Regions from separate parts of the Sus scrofa genome. Here regions 2 and 3 are each linked to region 1. A link is a contact called in public HiChIP or PLAC-seq data. All regions are on one chromosome and are shown on one strand. Each heading gives the region's core, a stretch centred on a gene start, on an enhancer-like site or on the middle of the called end of the contact. The rest is flanking DNA. Distances are from core to core; before and after follow the strand shown. Region 1 overlaps LOC106506050 (a long non-coding RNA gene). Region 2 has its middle 24 kb from the start of SLC9A8. Region 3 overlaps SLC9A8 (sodium/hydrogen exchanger 8).

Region 1 (4,829 bases), core at 1,952-4,451:
GACTGAGATGAGGGTTACAGAACCGCTGCCTCTCCCAGGCATGGGCAGGGATGGAAAACAGCGCCAGGGCTGTGCCAGAGAGAGGCAGCTCTCCCCACTCCCACAGCCGGGCCAGGCTCACAGAACAGGTGATGAAAGGTCTGATTGGGTCATGAGCTCACCAGGCAGGACTGGGTAGAGGAGGAGGATCAAAGCGAGGATGGAAATGAGCTGCCAGCCGGATTCTTTCCACGGGCAGCTGGCGAGGGCGGGCATGCAAAGGGCCAGTGCCCGGGGAAGGTTAGCCTGCCATTTGGGGGCTTTAGGAAGGTTTATTTAGCATGAGAAGTGTCTCTGAGTTTGGAGCAAGCAGAAGAACACCCACCATAATTATGCACCTACTGTGTGCTGGGCATCAAGTGGGTGCTTATTTGAGAGCTCTCACAAGCCCTGTTGAGACAGGGACATCCATTCCACTTTCTATACTAACAATGGCAATAATAGAGGTAACTTTAAATGCTATCATTTATGAAGTGCCTATGAAGTGCCAGACACTGTGCTTAGAAGCTTAGAATAGTGCCTGGCACATCACACAATTGGTGTGTGTCGTTATTGTTAGTATTTTGCCTTTTTATCTATTTATTTTTCCTTTTTGGCCATGCCTTTGGTATACAGAAGTTTCCCAGTCAGGGACTGAACCCTCGCCACAGCAGCAACCTGAGCTGCCGCAGTGACAAAGCCAGATCTTTAACCTGCTGTGTCACAAGAGAATTCCTATTTTGCCTTTTTACAAGATGTGACTTATACCTAGGGAGAATTCGCGAAAACGTATATGAACGGGTTAACGAATGTTTGCAAAGAGGACCCACCTCAGCCGTCACCACCCAGGCAAGGAACAGAACCCCGCGAGCCCCCCAGGTTCCCCCTCCCCATAGAGGAAACCACCGTCCCGACTTTCATGGTAAATCCACTGTACAGTTTTCTTTATAGCCTTCCTCACCTGCGTGTAGGTCCTGCAGTTCAATTTTGTCTGCCCCTCCCCATCAATCATCACGTCAATGAGATCATGCAGCACGTACCTTTTGGAACTCGGCTTCTTTTGCTCGACACGAGGTTCACACGTTTCATCGACGTGGCTGCCCCGTAGCCGTGGATCGTTCATTCTGGTTGCTGAAAGGATTAGCCATTATTGTCATGATCATCTTTATGCGCTGCATCTCACTGAACCCTCCCAGCACGCCAGAGGGGCGCAGAGTATGGTTCCTTTTGTCGTTAAAGGACCTGAGGCTCCCAGGAGTTGGGGCATGAATCCCCCCAGTTCCAGAACCCGTGTTCTTTTTTGGCTGCCCCGCAGCATACAGAGTTCAGGGATCAGATCCAAGTTGCAGCTGTGACATACACTGCAGGGGTGGCAATGATGGATCCTTTAACCCACTGTGCCTCGGGTGGTGGTGGGGGATCAAACCCATGCCCTGATGCTGCAGAGACACCTCAGATCCCATTAGGCCACAGCAGGAACTCCTCTTTTTTTTGGTTGGGGGGGAGATGCACAGCACCTGAGGCATGTGGAAGCTCCCAGGCCAGGCATCAAATCTGAGCCACAGCAGTGACAATAGCAGATCTTCTTGTGTGTGTGTCTTTTTTTTTTGTCTTTTTGTCTTTTTTTGTTGTTATTGTTGTCATTGTTGTTGCTATTTCTTGGGCCGCTCCCGCGGCATATGGAGGTTCCCAGGCTAGGGGTCGAATCGGAGCTGTAGCCACTGGCCTACGTCAGAGCCACAGCAACGCGGGATCCGAGCCGCATCTGCAACCTACAGCACAGCTCACGGCAACGCCGGATCATTAACCCACTGAGCAAGGGCAGGGACCGAACCCGCAACCTCATGGTTCCTAGTCGGATTCGTTAACCACTGCGCCACGACGGGAACTCCTGTGTGTGTCTTTTTTGTCTTTTTAGGGCCACATCGGCGGCATGTGGAAGTTCCCAGGCTAGGAGTCGGATCAGAGCTACAGCTGCTGGCCTACGCCAGATCCCAGCTGTGTCTGCAACCTACCCCACAGCTCATGGCAATGCTGGATCCTTAACCCACTGAGCGAGGTCAGGGATCAAACCCACATCCTCATGGATCCTAATTGGGTTTAACTAGGGAGCCAGGGAGGGAACTCCCAGAATCTGTGTTCTTAATCACTCCACTGTCTTGCCTCCCAACAGGAGGGAGAAGGGGTCCAGGGGGTTAAGCAGCTTCCCTGGTGTGCCCAGGAAGGACGCAAAAGTGCCACTTTGCCAGGCCCTACGAGCTGAGTCTGGGTTGCCCTGTGTGGCCCCTAGGATCAGCGGTTCTGGGCAACCCAGGGCCAACTTCCCATCAGGCACAGCAGACACGGGGCCCAGTGCCCACACACTTTTAGGGTCCTCAAAAGTGCTTTACTTTAGCCCCTTAAAATCAGAAGTAATAAGATATAATGATGATGAAGATCTGATACTGAATCCAATCCAGATTTTTTATATATATGTACATATATACACACACACACATATATAATTTTTTTTTTGCTTTTTTGGGACCCCACTCATGGCATATGGCAGTTCCCAGGCCAGGGGTCCAATCGGAGCTACAGCTGCCGGCCTATACTACAGCCACAGCCACGCCAGATCTGAGCTGCATCTGCGACCTACACCATAGGTCACAGCAATGCTGGATCCTTAACCCAATGATTGAGGCCTGGGATCAAGCTTGCAACCTCATGGTTCCTAGTTGGTTCTTAGCACAGTTTGGCTCTGCCACGATGGGAACTCCAGTCCAGATTATATTTATCTTTACACAATACAGCTGTAAACTCCGATGTAAAATATTTTTGCATGGAAAAGAGGCCCTGGAAAGCAAATATCCCTGGCGCCCAGGAGAGTCACGCTGCCACTGAACCAGCCCCGTGTCTTGCAGGCACCAGCTGTTGCTGTGGCAAGCGGCCGGCCACCCCCGGTGCCGAGGGACCTGGGAGAGGCTTGGGCAGCTCCGGCACTGTTCCTGCCCTGAGGTCCACCGCCTTGTCTTCATCTAGCAGCGGAGGTCCCCTATGCTCCAGGACCCCTCTGTCTAAAGTATTGGGGGGGCATGCCAACCCCCAGGGCCTGGGATCCCGCAGGATGAGGGAGGGAGTGGGGGAGAAATCTGCAAGTTGTAGACTGAGGAACAAGCCTTGTCCTTATGCTGACACTGAAAACAGTTTTATGTTTCCACTGGGTGCCAGCTGAGTCACTGCCCTCCCCCCATCTCCTCTAGTTCAGGACTTATCAAATTTCATCTCATAAATACACTCGCCTCGCTTTTTTGCCCTCTTTTCCTTACCTGTACCATTTTTTGGGCTCTCCACCCTTCCCTTTTTTTATTCAAATTTATTTTAAAAGGCAGCCTATACTTAAATATATGCGTATAAAGAGAAAGATTTTTAAATCACAACTAGAAATGAAAATAAATAATAGTAGTGAACATGAAGCACCTACAATATGCCAGGCACTGTTCTGGTCCTTTACACACGTTGACTCCCTGAATCCTGAGTTAGGTGCAATGATTATCCCCACTTGACACGTGAGGAAGCTGAGGCACAGAGAGGTGAAGTCACTTGTCCCAGGGCACACAGCTAATGAGTGGCCAAGCAGGAGATTGAAAACCCATGAGCACCACCTGCTGCTAAGATTGTCTGCATTAGCAGGACACCAGCTGCACAAGGGCAAGGCGTTTTGGTCGTTTCCTCTGCTGTGTCTGCTATGCCTAGACTAGTGCCTGGCACAGCATAATGCTCAACAAATATTTGTTGAATAAATTAAATGAACAGGTGAATGATCAGCCCCCGCAATTAGAAGACAATCAGGAAAACAAACACAATGGAAAGCAAACAGGTCTGGTGAAGTGGTGTTACCTAAGGAGCTGAGCATGAAGTCCGCTTCTTTTTCTTTTTTTCTCTTTTTTCTTTTCTTTCTTTTTTTTTTTTTTTTTTGTCTTTTTGCCTTTTCTAGGGCCGCACTCGCGGCATATGGAGGTTCCCAGGCTAGGGGTCCAATCGGAGATGTAGCCGCTGGCCTACGCCAGAGCCACAGCAACACGGGATCCGAGCCGCATCTGCAACCTACAGCACAGCTCATAGCAATGCTGGATCCTTAACCCACTGAGCAAGGCCAGGGATCAAACCCGCAACCTCATGGTTCTTAGTCGGGTTCGTTAACCACCGAGCCACGACGGGAACTCCAAGTCTGCTTCTTTTTCAAACAAGAAAGTAGCTCGTGCTGGAGAGGGAGTGAAGAGGCAAGAGTATCTATAGGAGACAAAGTCCTCCACAAACCAGAAGGATTATGAGGGACTTGACAAGGAGCAGATTTTCTCCCCTTGGGAGTCAGCTGTTATTAATACACATATTAACACTTTATTGAGATAGAATTCACATACCATACCATTCACGCAAAGTGTAACTTTGTAGCAAGTTCACACCATCCTATAACTTGATCTAATTTTAGGACACCTTGTGTCCCCCCCCCCCAGAAGAAATCTCATACCCAGTAGCAATCACTCCCCATTCATCAGACCCCTCCAGCCCCAAGTAGCCACTGGTCTACTTTCTGTTTCTATGGATTTGCCTATTCTGAGCATTTCGTATAAATGGAATCATACAAATGGTATTTCGTATCTGGCTTCTTTCACTCAGTGTAATATTTTCAAGGTTCATCCATTCTGTAGCCAGTTATTTAATGTCCCGGCCTGGGTTCGTGTGAAATCATCTCATTTATGAGTCCCTCACTTGGGGAAGCAGGGCTGCAGTGAATCAAGAACGGTGGGGGGAGTCCTGGCTCACTCCTG
Region 2 (4,610 bases), core at 476-2,975, 360 kb after region 1:
GAAGGTACAATGTTCTGCCCAGGTTCAAGGACAAAGAACAGGGAGCCTACCTCCAGAAGAGACATATCAATGTCATCTCATTAGAAAAGCATTTGGGATGGGATATAAATGGTGTGACCTGGAAAATACAGTCTGCCCCAGTTTGTTTCATGCTATGCATCCCTGGCTGAAACATGACTTAAGTGATGTTGCATCTTTCTCAGGGCATCACGTTTGGACAGCCGTGATGTCATCCGCCTCTCCTTGGTGATGGAGATTTTGATTTCCTGGTGAAGGTATACCAGTTCTCCTCGAAACTTATAAGTAATCTACTAGGGGCCATGTGAAGACAATGGAATCGTTTGTTCCTCATAAATTTCTTCAGATTAGCATTCGTTAATGATTTTTGCCTGAATCAATTTATGATGATTTTAAAACATATATTTTTACTAACATAAGTAGATGCAGAGCTGCACCTGGGATTTTGGGGGGTTTTGTTTGTTTGTTTTTGTAAAAATGTGTGTTGGATTGCATTCCACCTTGACACAATCTTTTCCAAGGGTGGCTATTATTTTATTTTATTTATTTATTTTTGTCTTTTCTAGGGCCGCTTCCCGCGGCACATGGAAGTTCCCAGGCTAGGGGTCTAATCAGAGCTGTAGCCACCGGCCTACGCCACAGCCCCAGCAATGCAGGATCTGAGCCGCGTCTGTGACCTACACCACAGCTCATGGCAACGCCAGATCCTTAACCCACTGAGCAAAGCCAGGGGTTGAACCCACAACCTCACGGCTCCTAGTCGGATTCCTTAACCACTGTGCCACGACGGGAATTCCAAGTGGCTATTATTTTAATAATGAGGAGTCATTTTTATTTTAATGATGGTTGCTCCTGCTCAGCCTCCTATGCTGGTTTTCTCCTGTCTCTCTGACCTTGATTGTGTTGCATGTGCCCCACAGCTCAGTCCTCAGAAACCTTGTCCCATCTAGTCTCCTGCCTTGAGATACCGTCTAAGCACTAACATCCTTGAATGGATGTCTTTGGCCCAAGACCTCTGTCCTGAACTTCAGGATCAGATCTTCATCTGCCTCTTCCCCATCTCCACTTAGAGATCTAACAGCCATCTCAAAATGAACATGCCCAAAATCCAGCTCCGAACTTTCTCCCCACCCAAGGTGCTCTGTCTTCTTACCATCTTAGTTAATGTCTCCTTCAGCCTTCTATTTGCTCGAGCCAAAATCCTGAGCACCATCTTGGATTCCTTTCTATCTCTCACCCCTCACATCCAGTCATTAGCCATGGCTCAGCATCTCTGCGTAATTTTTCGTTCATCACCATCTAACATGCTGTATATTAATTTATTGGTTGTCTATCTCCTGCCACTATTAAGTCAGCTCCAGGAAGGCAGGGATCATGTCTGTTTTCCACACAGGGGCATCCCTAGTACCTAGCACAGTACCTGGTAGGTGCTCAATAAATATTTATTGCATGCAAGAATGAAACATCTTTGTACCAACCACAAACCTTGTCTAGAACTACATACATAGTGGGTGCCCCCCCCCAAGTGTTTGGATTAATGAAATAAAGAACGAGCACCTCCAATGCCACTTGTATGATCAATGCAATAAGGCCACCATTCCTGGTAACTTATTGACATTTCCCTGTCCAAACAAGTCTCTCCCACAGTCCAAGAGCTGATAACATGGGCAGTCAGGCTGGCTGGCACCAGACTGACCCGGATGTGGTAATCAGGCCACATCACAGGGGAAGGGGAACTTTGTGGCCAGAGGCTCCAGGGGTAGAGGCCAAGTTGAGCATTTAGAGGGGAAGCTGATGCCAGTAACTCGAGCCGAAACAGAAACTGTGGTGACTGGCCAGGAAGGATGCCTCCACCTGTGCCTCTTGCCCCCCGCAGCCGCTGCTGTCTTCTAAAAGACCACAAATATTTTTCGGAGGAAACTTTTCATTGAAGTGTAACATACATATAGAAAAGCACACACACAAGTGACAACTCAATAAAATTTCACAAAGGCACCACACTAGGATAACCAGCCCCCAGATCAAGGAACACTTCCAGGCCCCTAGAAGCCCCCTCCAGTCTCTGTTGCCACCAGCATGGTAACTATCACCCTGATTTCCAACCCTAATGATTATTTTTGCCTGTTGTCGAACTTTATTGCTGGCATAATACAGCATTAATTATTTCACGTTATGACTTCTTTGCAGATTATGTTTGCAGGAACAGGCTTTTGAAACTTGCCTCTTCTTCCACAAACTCTAAATAGGAAAGTGAACCTAGTAATAACTCACCTTGCTGCTGGTTTCAATATGTCAGCAATTCCTTGGAGCCTGAAGCCCATCCAGGAGGCTGGAATTGTTATTGCTCCCATTTCACAGATGAGGTGAATGAGGCACAGAGAGGTTAAATAGTTTGCCCACCTAGGAATTAAGAGTCTGCGTTTGAACCCAGGTCTGTCTGATCTATGAGCTCATGTTCTTATCTATCATACACATGTCTTATCAATAAAATGACCATTTATTGAGAACCCCCTTTGGGCTGGACATTGTGCTTGAGCTTTATGTTCATTGATTTTCCCAGCCCCTGCATGAGTCATATGTCTTTATCCCTGCTTGACAGATGATGAAAGCAGGATTCAGAGAGGTTAAGTAACTTATTCAGGGTCACACAGCCTAGAAAGGCATGAAAATAGAGACTTAAGCCCTATTGCACTGATTCCAAAGTTCAATGCAGGGTGATATCCACATCCAGTATTTACGTGCATCTTTCAAATATACCTACTGGTTTTTTCAAAGAAGAGACAACAATAGCAGTTATCTTTTGTAGAACCTCTCTGAAGCAGATGCTTTGGGCAAAGATTATGAATAATCCCTCTAATATCTGTTCCTGCCTCCTCTTTCCTAGTGAGAGAATGCCTGATTTTTAGCTGGACCCACAGCTTCCCACAGCTTTACCACATATCCCAGGCTTCTTTGAAGCGAGGTGGAAAAATGTGACTAAGTTACAGCCAATGGGAAGCTCCCCTCCTATATACCCCCTGGACCCACTTCTGGGTCCTTTTTATGTATATTTTATTTCAATTACAAAAACAATTTTTCCCTTAGTAAGCCAAGGTTACTTTGGGTCTCTAGTTTGTACTCTCATATACAGCACTTTATTATTCATAATCTTTATTTCTCCAATCAGCCTCAAGACGGGGGGGGGGGGGGCGGGTCTCTCCTTTATGGTTGAGGGACTGAGGCTCAGGGACAAAGGGATCTGCTCTAGATCAGCACCAGAGTCCACCCCCTGGGACAGCAAATCTTCTGTTCTTCCATTCTACCAGGATTGGCACACTGTGGCCTGATGGCCCTTGCAGCTGAAAACGGTTTTAACATTTTTAAAGGGCTGAAGCAAGGAGGAGGACAACGAGAGGAACAGGCAACAGAGACCTTAGGTGGCCTGCAAAGTCTAAAATATTTACTATTTCACCCTTTACAGAAAGAGCTTCCCAACCCCTAAAATTTTAAACTCTCAGTTTCTCTGCCTGGGAAATGGGGGTTCAGACATGTATTTAACAAACGCAGGAGGACATGTATTAGAGTCACACAGGTGATGGAGCGAGGAAAGAAGCTAGAGCAGGAGAACTCTAATGAGTGTGCATTGGATAAACCAACCCTGTTTATTGAGAGAGAGAGGCCACCAGCCTCTGGAGGAAAGATGCTGGGATAAGATAGGAAGTTAGTCTGCTGCTGTCTTAACTGAATAAGGTTGGGCAAGTCCCTTACCTCATCTGGTGTGCTCTTTCTCATCTACAGGGGGGAGTTACAAATGTCCTCTTGGCTTTACCTACTCAGGACCCAATTCCCCATCCCCTTGTAATAGCATCCCGATTTCCCCAAGCTCCTTCTTTACTCCCTGTCTACATAAGGCACATGGAACTAATTCTGTCCTTGGCTCCTGAGACCAAATGCCCTACAGCAGCCAATCAACACCTCATCCCTCTGCCCAGAGAGACTGGCTCAGGGATGGGCATGTGCCCCAAGTGGACCAATGAGTCAACCCTTGCGTTTCTGGTGGCATCATTGGCAAAGAATTATTTCCTTCCCGCTGTGCTAGACCCATCTGAAAGCCTGAAGCTTAAAGGCAGCCACTACTGAGAGCATTAGAGAGAGACTGAGGTCTGATAATTTACGAGCCCCTGAATTTAGCTGTACGTGGATGCCAGCACATCCCTGCACCTGTTATTCTCTGTGAGCCAATATGTTTTGGTTTTTCTGGCCTAAGTCACTGCAGCAGATGATGCTGATCCTCTGCCCGTACCCCCTGCGCAATCATCATGTTGACGCTTGGTGACCTGATGGCTTCCAATTCCCAGCCCTGTGCTTCCTGTCTGAGGGCTTGTCCCTCCCGTGCCCTGAGTACAGACCAACTGAGAATGCCTGGGGCGGGGTACCCTCCCCAGTGACCGACAGGAGTTTGTGGACAAATATTCGGACTCCCTTGCCCCTGAGGGGACAGATGTGACGTGTGTCCCACCTTATCTCCAGGAGACCCACAGTGGGCTTGAGCCTCAGGTGCCCAGAGTGAATACCTGCTCAGTAACTCACTTTCTATTGGCTTCTTTCCCTTC
Region 3 (4,991 bases), core at 1,059-3,558, 440 kb after region 1:
AATTCATGGTGATCATGGGAAAATTCAAAATTAAAGTACAAAAACATAAATCAAAGTCCACCTGTTCTCCATGCCCAGATTCTTATGTTTCCTTTTGCCCCAAGGGTAGTTCATCTGCCCCCTCTGCCCCATATCCATGAATGACAGTGACAGCTCACACCTGTTCTGCCCTGGTCCTGTGATGGGCACTTTTCATGGCCTAACTTCATTACCTTCCTTGTGGTTCCATAAACAGATGCCATTAGCCCACTGTACAGATGAGAAGATGGAGGCTTGGAGAGGGAAGAAACGTGGCCCAGAGTCACCCAGTCAGTAATGAAGCTGCCAGAGAGAAAGGCCCTTAGCATTTCTCTGCAGCCTCTTGGGGGCCTCGGGTACTGTCGCAGGGCCAGTGCTTTTCTGCTCTGTTCACGTCTGTGCACTCTGCCCCTTTGTCCCTCTCTAGGCATCATGGCCATCCTGTTCTCAGGCATTGTGATGTCTCACTACACACACCATAACCTGTCCCCGGTCACCCAGATCCTCATGCAGCAAACCCTCCGGACGGTGGCCTTCCTGTGTGGTGAGTCCTGCCCTCCCCAGAGCTGACTGTTCTTCCCACCCTGTTCTAGGAGCCCGTTGAGACTTTCCCCGGCAGAAGAAGAGGCAGCAGAATTCCTCAGGGCCAAATACCGCACCCCCTTATCTTTCATTTGTTACTCTGACTTTCACAGTCCATAAAGTAAAGCTAATACCTAGTAAATGGAACTTATGATGCCTATAATTTAATACCAAAAATAGTAAGAACTGCTGGTTATGAATATATGAGAGTCATGTATTTGCAATATATTAAAGTGGCATTTCCAAAAATGCATTCCGTGGAACTAGATTGATGAGAGTTAGGTAAAAAAAAAGACTCCATAGTCAGAAAAGGATTTGGGGAATCCTGGGGTAAAGTTGAACTGTAAGACTCTGCAGCTAACATGTGTTGTGAATTTCTAAGAGGAGGACGGGGTTACAGCATTTCCCAAACCTGCCCACAGCACCCTTTTCATAAGAGCATCTTAAAGGACGTGTCTCGGGCAGATCCTGCATGAGAGGTGTCATTGTTGGGCTGGGCTGACACTGTGATGACTGTTTCATTTAAGCAGCACACTCTGATGGACCCATGTACCTCCTCCTCGTTTATACCTGGGAGTGGAGGAACTGCTGTCCCAATGGCCCCTAAGTGGCTCTGCCCTCATCAGCACCTCCCTGGCGTTTCCATGGGCCAGCTTATGTTGAAGCACAAGTTCTACACTGTCACGTGCTAGGAGTCAGGGCCAGGCTGTGCAGAGACTTAGGAGGCTCAGGTGCCAAAAGGTCAGATGATTTGCACACAGTCTCGTGGCTAAGAAGTGAGTCTGGAAGCTGGTCAATCTCTTCCTGGTCTAGTAGGTACTGTTTCCACAGCACCCCTCCCAGAAAGCCATGGCTAAAGACCCTGACTCTCTTACCATAACGAAGTATGACATAAAACATCCATCCAATTCTCTTTTGTACCCATCAGTTTCTAAGTTTGATGATGGCCTACTTCAGGCCAAAGTATGTGGAAAACAGGCCCTGTGGACTGGCATGTACATTGATGCCCTCTTTTTTGGAGAGTCATTTGCAGCATCCGGGTGAACTTAGAAGGCACATGCTCGTTGACGTAGTGATTCTACCATCAGGAATTTAGCCTGTGCACAGGGGTGTTGTAATATTAGAAATAGAAACAATCTAACTATTCATCAAGGGTTCATTAAATTAACCGTGCCGTAATGGTATTTACGCTGCCAGGGAAGAGTATAAAGTAGATCTGAATGTTTTCTAAATGAGCTGCTTTAGAAAGATGACAAAAAATGTTCGATGAGAAAAATATTCAAGGAGAAGGGTGAATATACGATCTAGTTTGTGGACTTGTTCTAAAAGGATACACATTTGAAGAAAAAAACCTTGCTGAAGTGTTTAAAAGTGACCATGTTGTTTTATGATGTTCACCTTTTGAAAACAGAGCTTCTCTCTCCGGAGCATTCCCAGTCTAAGCAGGGAGCCTGTGCTAGAAACATACATGGCGTTTTTTCCTGGGATACCCAAGTGACTGCTGGTACAGCAAAAGTAAATGTCAGATCTTTTTGACTCCTGGAGTGCAGCCAAGAGTTGGAAATGTAGCTCTTCCTGCGTATCTTGCCGGGTGTCTTCTAAACTTTGTGGCAGCATTAAATATGTGAGGTCAATCATTTGGCCCGGCCTGCCTGCCTGCTCTGGCAAGAAGTTAACAAAGAGCCTTTCACACTGGTCACGTGGTGTCTGCAGTCATTTGCTCTGAATTTTTGCCACTTTGCCGCAGTCGAATCCTTGCTAATCACAGTGTTCAGCAAATGGGCAGATTCATATATTTATAATCATCCCCGGATGGGGGAGTATTTATTTCCGTGGGTATTTGACAGCTGGCTCATTACGTTAGGAGACTCTGAATAGCGAGCACATGTTGCTTGTGTGATAGAGAAGAATGAGAATCAGAGTTTAAGTTTGACCAAGGTACTGTTTGCAGGATTTTCCAGAAAATAAGCAGTGTTATACTGGGTGCTGATTTACTTCTGAATGTTTGATTGCATTACAATTCCATACTATACTGGAAGAAAATAGTTGAGGCTGAATAATCCATTCTTTGGTTTGTTTCAGAAACATGTGTGTTTGCATTTCTTGGCCTGTCCATTTTTAGTTTCCCTCACAAGTTTGAAATTTCCTTTGTCATCTGGTGCATAGTAAGTATTTTCCTTGTTTTTCATTTTAATTACTTATTTGTAGATCCGTAACCACACATTCTAGATTCATTTATGTAACTGTTAACTGCTTGAAGTCAACAGCTACATAGGCAACTGTTTACAGTTTCTTTTGTTAAAAAAAATCATGAACATACAATAAATAGAAAGGGATGGAATTAAGTAAATAAATACCCCCAGAAAAGGATTTTTGCTTGGTTTTAAATTTTAAATGGCCTTTAATTATTATAGTCTTCTTTTAAAATTACCAGCTTTTATGTGAGGTGGTAAAAGCAGATTTCAGAATTGAATGTCTAATTGATAAAAACAGCACACACAGAAAAAAGAAAATATGTAGGAAAATCAGGCTGTTTATGGTGGTTGTAGAACTGGGGATGATTTCTTTTTCTTTTCCTCTTTTGCTGGATAATTATAATGACTATACCTGAGTCTTACTATACTTTTCTTCAAATGTATCCATTTATAAGCATGACTTTGGACACTTGTTCCAGATAAAGATTATGAGGCCATTTCCTCCTGGAGGTTTATCCAGAGGAATCATCCCAGGTGCTTCTTACCATCAAGACGGTTTGGGGGACAGTGTTATAACTGTGGGGGGGGGGCATAAGGAGACAAATTAAAATATACCTTTAAAAAAGGATAATAGAAGTGTAATCGTTTACAGTAAAATCAGATCTTGCAAATGGGTTGGGGAATAGGGTGGGAGGGAAGAAAATGTTTAGGATTTAAAAGAAAGGCCCAGGAGTTCCCATCGTGGCGCAGTGGTTAACGAATCCGACTAGGAGCCATGAGGTTGCGGGTTTGGTCCCTGCCCTTGCTCAGTGGGTTAAGGACCCGGCGTTGCCGTGAGCTGTGGTGTAGGTTGCAGCCGAGGCTCGGGTCCCGAGTTGCTGTGGCTCTGGCGTAGGCCAGCGGCTGTAGCTCCGATTAGACCCCTAGCCTGGGAACCTCCATATGCCGCAGAAGCGGCCCAAAGAAATAGATAAATAAATAAATAAATAAATAAATAAATAAAAGAAAGGCCCAACTCCCGCAGGCAGCTGGTCAGTGATGGGAATGGTTTCCACCATCTGTTCCCATCCCTGGTTTGATCTCTTTGCTGTTTTTTAGCCTCTCCATTAACTTCAGGCACTTGTTAATGCCTGAACAACACCTTGTTGTTGAGCTGTCATAATTCATCTTCAGTTAACTTCTATTACTGCCAACTCTGCCTAACAAAATGCAGCTCTTGAGAGGCAGATTTTTCGAATCACTGTCACCTACCATGTGCCAAACCTACTTGGTATATCGGGAACCTGAGGCAGAGAAGATAAGGAACCCTAAGGAAAAAGATGTTTCCCCTTGCAGTCTGGGTGCTTCTGCCTTAGTTGGCACGAGCTCATTGCTCTTGTCACTGTTATCTGTTCTCCACACTCAGGTTTCAGGACAAAAGAACAGCAGCAAAAGTCTTTTGCAGCAAGTATAGTAGCCTTTAGTGTGCTCACTGGGTGAAAGGGGCCACATTTGGTCAAACTTGAAACACAAGCGTAGGAACAGAGGGTTGGATTTCAGTGGGTGAAACAGGGAGGTGACTATCTCGGCCATGGGCTGGGAGGAAGGAAAAAAAAGGCGGATGCCTGGGGTAGTAACTGCTTCCCCTGAGCACCTGTCAGGCTGGCCCTCCCTCTCCTGGAGGTGGCCTCTGCTGTTCCAATGGGGTTTCCTTAGACTCAGTAGTCAAGGCCACGAGCTTCAGGGACTGAACCAGGTTTGGGATTTGGCTCCACCACTTCCTGCCTAGGTCACATTGGACCAATTACTTTTTTTTTTTTTTTTGCCATTTCTTGGGCCACTGCCGCAGCATATGGAGGTTCCCAGGCTAGGGGTCGAATCGGAGCTTTTGCTGCTGGCCTACGCCAGAGCCAGAGCAACGTGGGATCCAAGCCGCGCCTGCGACCTGCACCACAGCTCACAGCAACGCCAGATCCTTAACCCACTGAGTGAGGCCGGGGATCGAATCCGCACCCTCATGGAGACTAGTCGGATTTGCTTCTGCTGCACCACGACAGGAACTCCGACATGTCGCTTCTAACAAAACATAGCTTTACGTAAAGTTTACATCTCATCTGAGTGGATTCTTAGAACTGTTTATTAATTTACTTCCGTTGTCTTCATCCTGGTCCTCACCACAGCTAACCTGAACAGGCCTGGGGCCCTAAAAGACAAAAA

The links. HiChIP or PLAC-seq counts read pairs in DNA pulled down with a chosen protein or histone mark.
Region 2: an H3K27ac HiChIP or PLAC-seq map of skeletal muscle shows a contact between it and region 1. The contact joins two enhancer-like sites. A contact is called at or near these places in 3 of 47 Hi-C or Micro-C datasets (psoas muscle and skeletal muscle) and 1 of 2 datasets of contacts at active chromatin or transcription factors (skeletal muscle).
Region 3: an H3K27ac HiChIP or PLAC-seq map of skeletal muscle shows a contact between it and region 1. The contact joins two enhancer-like sites. A contact is called at or near these places in 9 of 47 Hi-C or Micro-C datasets (embryonic fibroblasts, epiblast stem cells, heart right ventricle and 4 more) and 1 of 2 datasets of contacts at active chromatin or transcription factors (skeletal muscle).

The regions. Positions count from the first base shown.
Region 1 is chr17:51,013,345-51,018,173 of Sscrofa11.1, forward strand. It overlaps LOC106506050 (a long non-coding RNA gene), which reads right to left. Exons shown (of 3, transcript XR_002339902.1): 2 at 1,059-1,149. Among named protein-coding and RNA genes, the nearest start is that of ZNFX1, 57 kb to the left of the region's middle. Within about 2 kb of position 3,202, at least 4 of the 83 cell types and tissues checked have an H3K27ac peak or open chromatin away from gene starts, as enhancers often do. A contact at or near this core is called in skeletal muscle, where this site is marked.
Region 2 is chr17:51,374,941-51,379,550 of Sscrofa11.1, forward strand. No RefSeq gene overlaps it. Among named protein-coding and RNA genes, the nearest start is that of SLC9A8, 24 kb to the right of the region's middle. Within about 2 kb of position 1,726, at least 13 of the 83 cell types and tissues checked have an H3K27ac peak or open chromatin away from gene starts, as enhancers often do. A contact at or near this core is called in skeletal muscle, where this site is marked.
Region 3 is chr17:51,459,228-51,464,218 of Sscrofa11.1, forward strand. It overlaps SLC9A8 (sodium/hydrogen exchanger 8), which reads left to right. Exons shown (of 17, transcript XR_002340027.1): 11 at 446-562; 12 at 2,683-2,765. Among named protein-coding and RNA genes, the nearest start is that of IL29, 23 kb to the right of the region's middle. Within about 2 kb of position 2,309, at least 17 of the 83 cell types and tissues checked have an H3K27ac peak or open chromatin away from gene starts, as enhancers often do. A contact at or near this core is called in skeletal muscle, where this site is marked.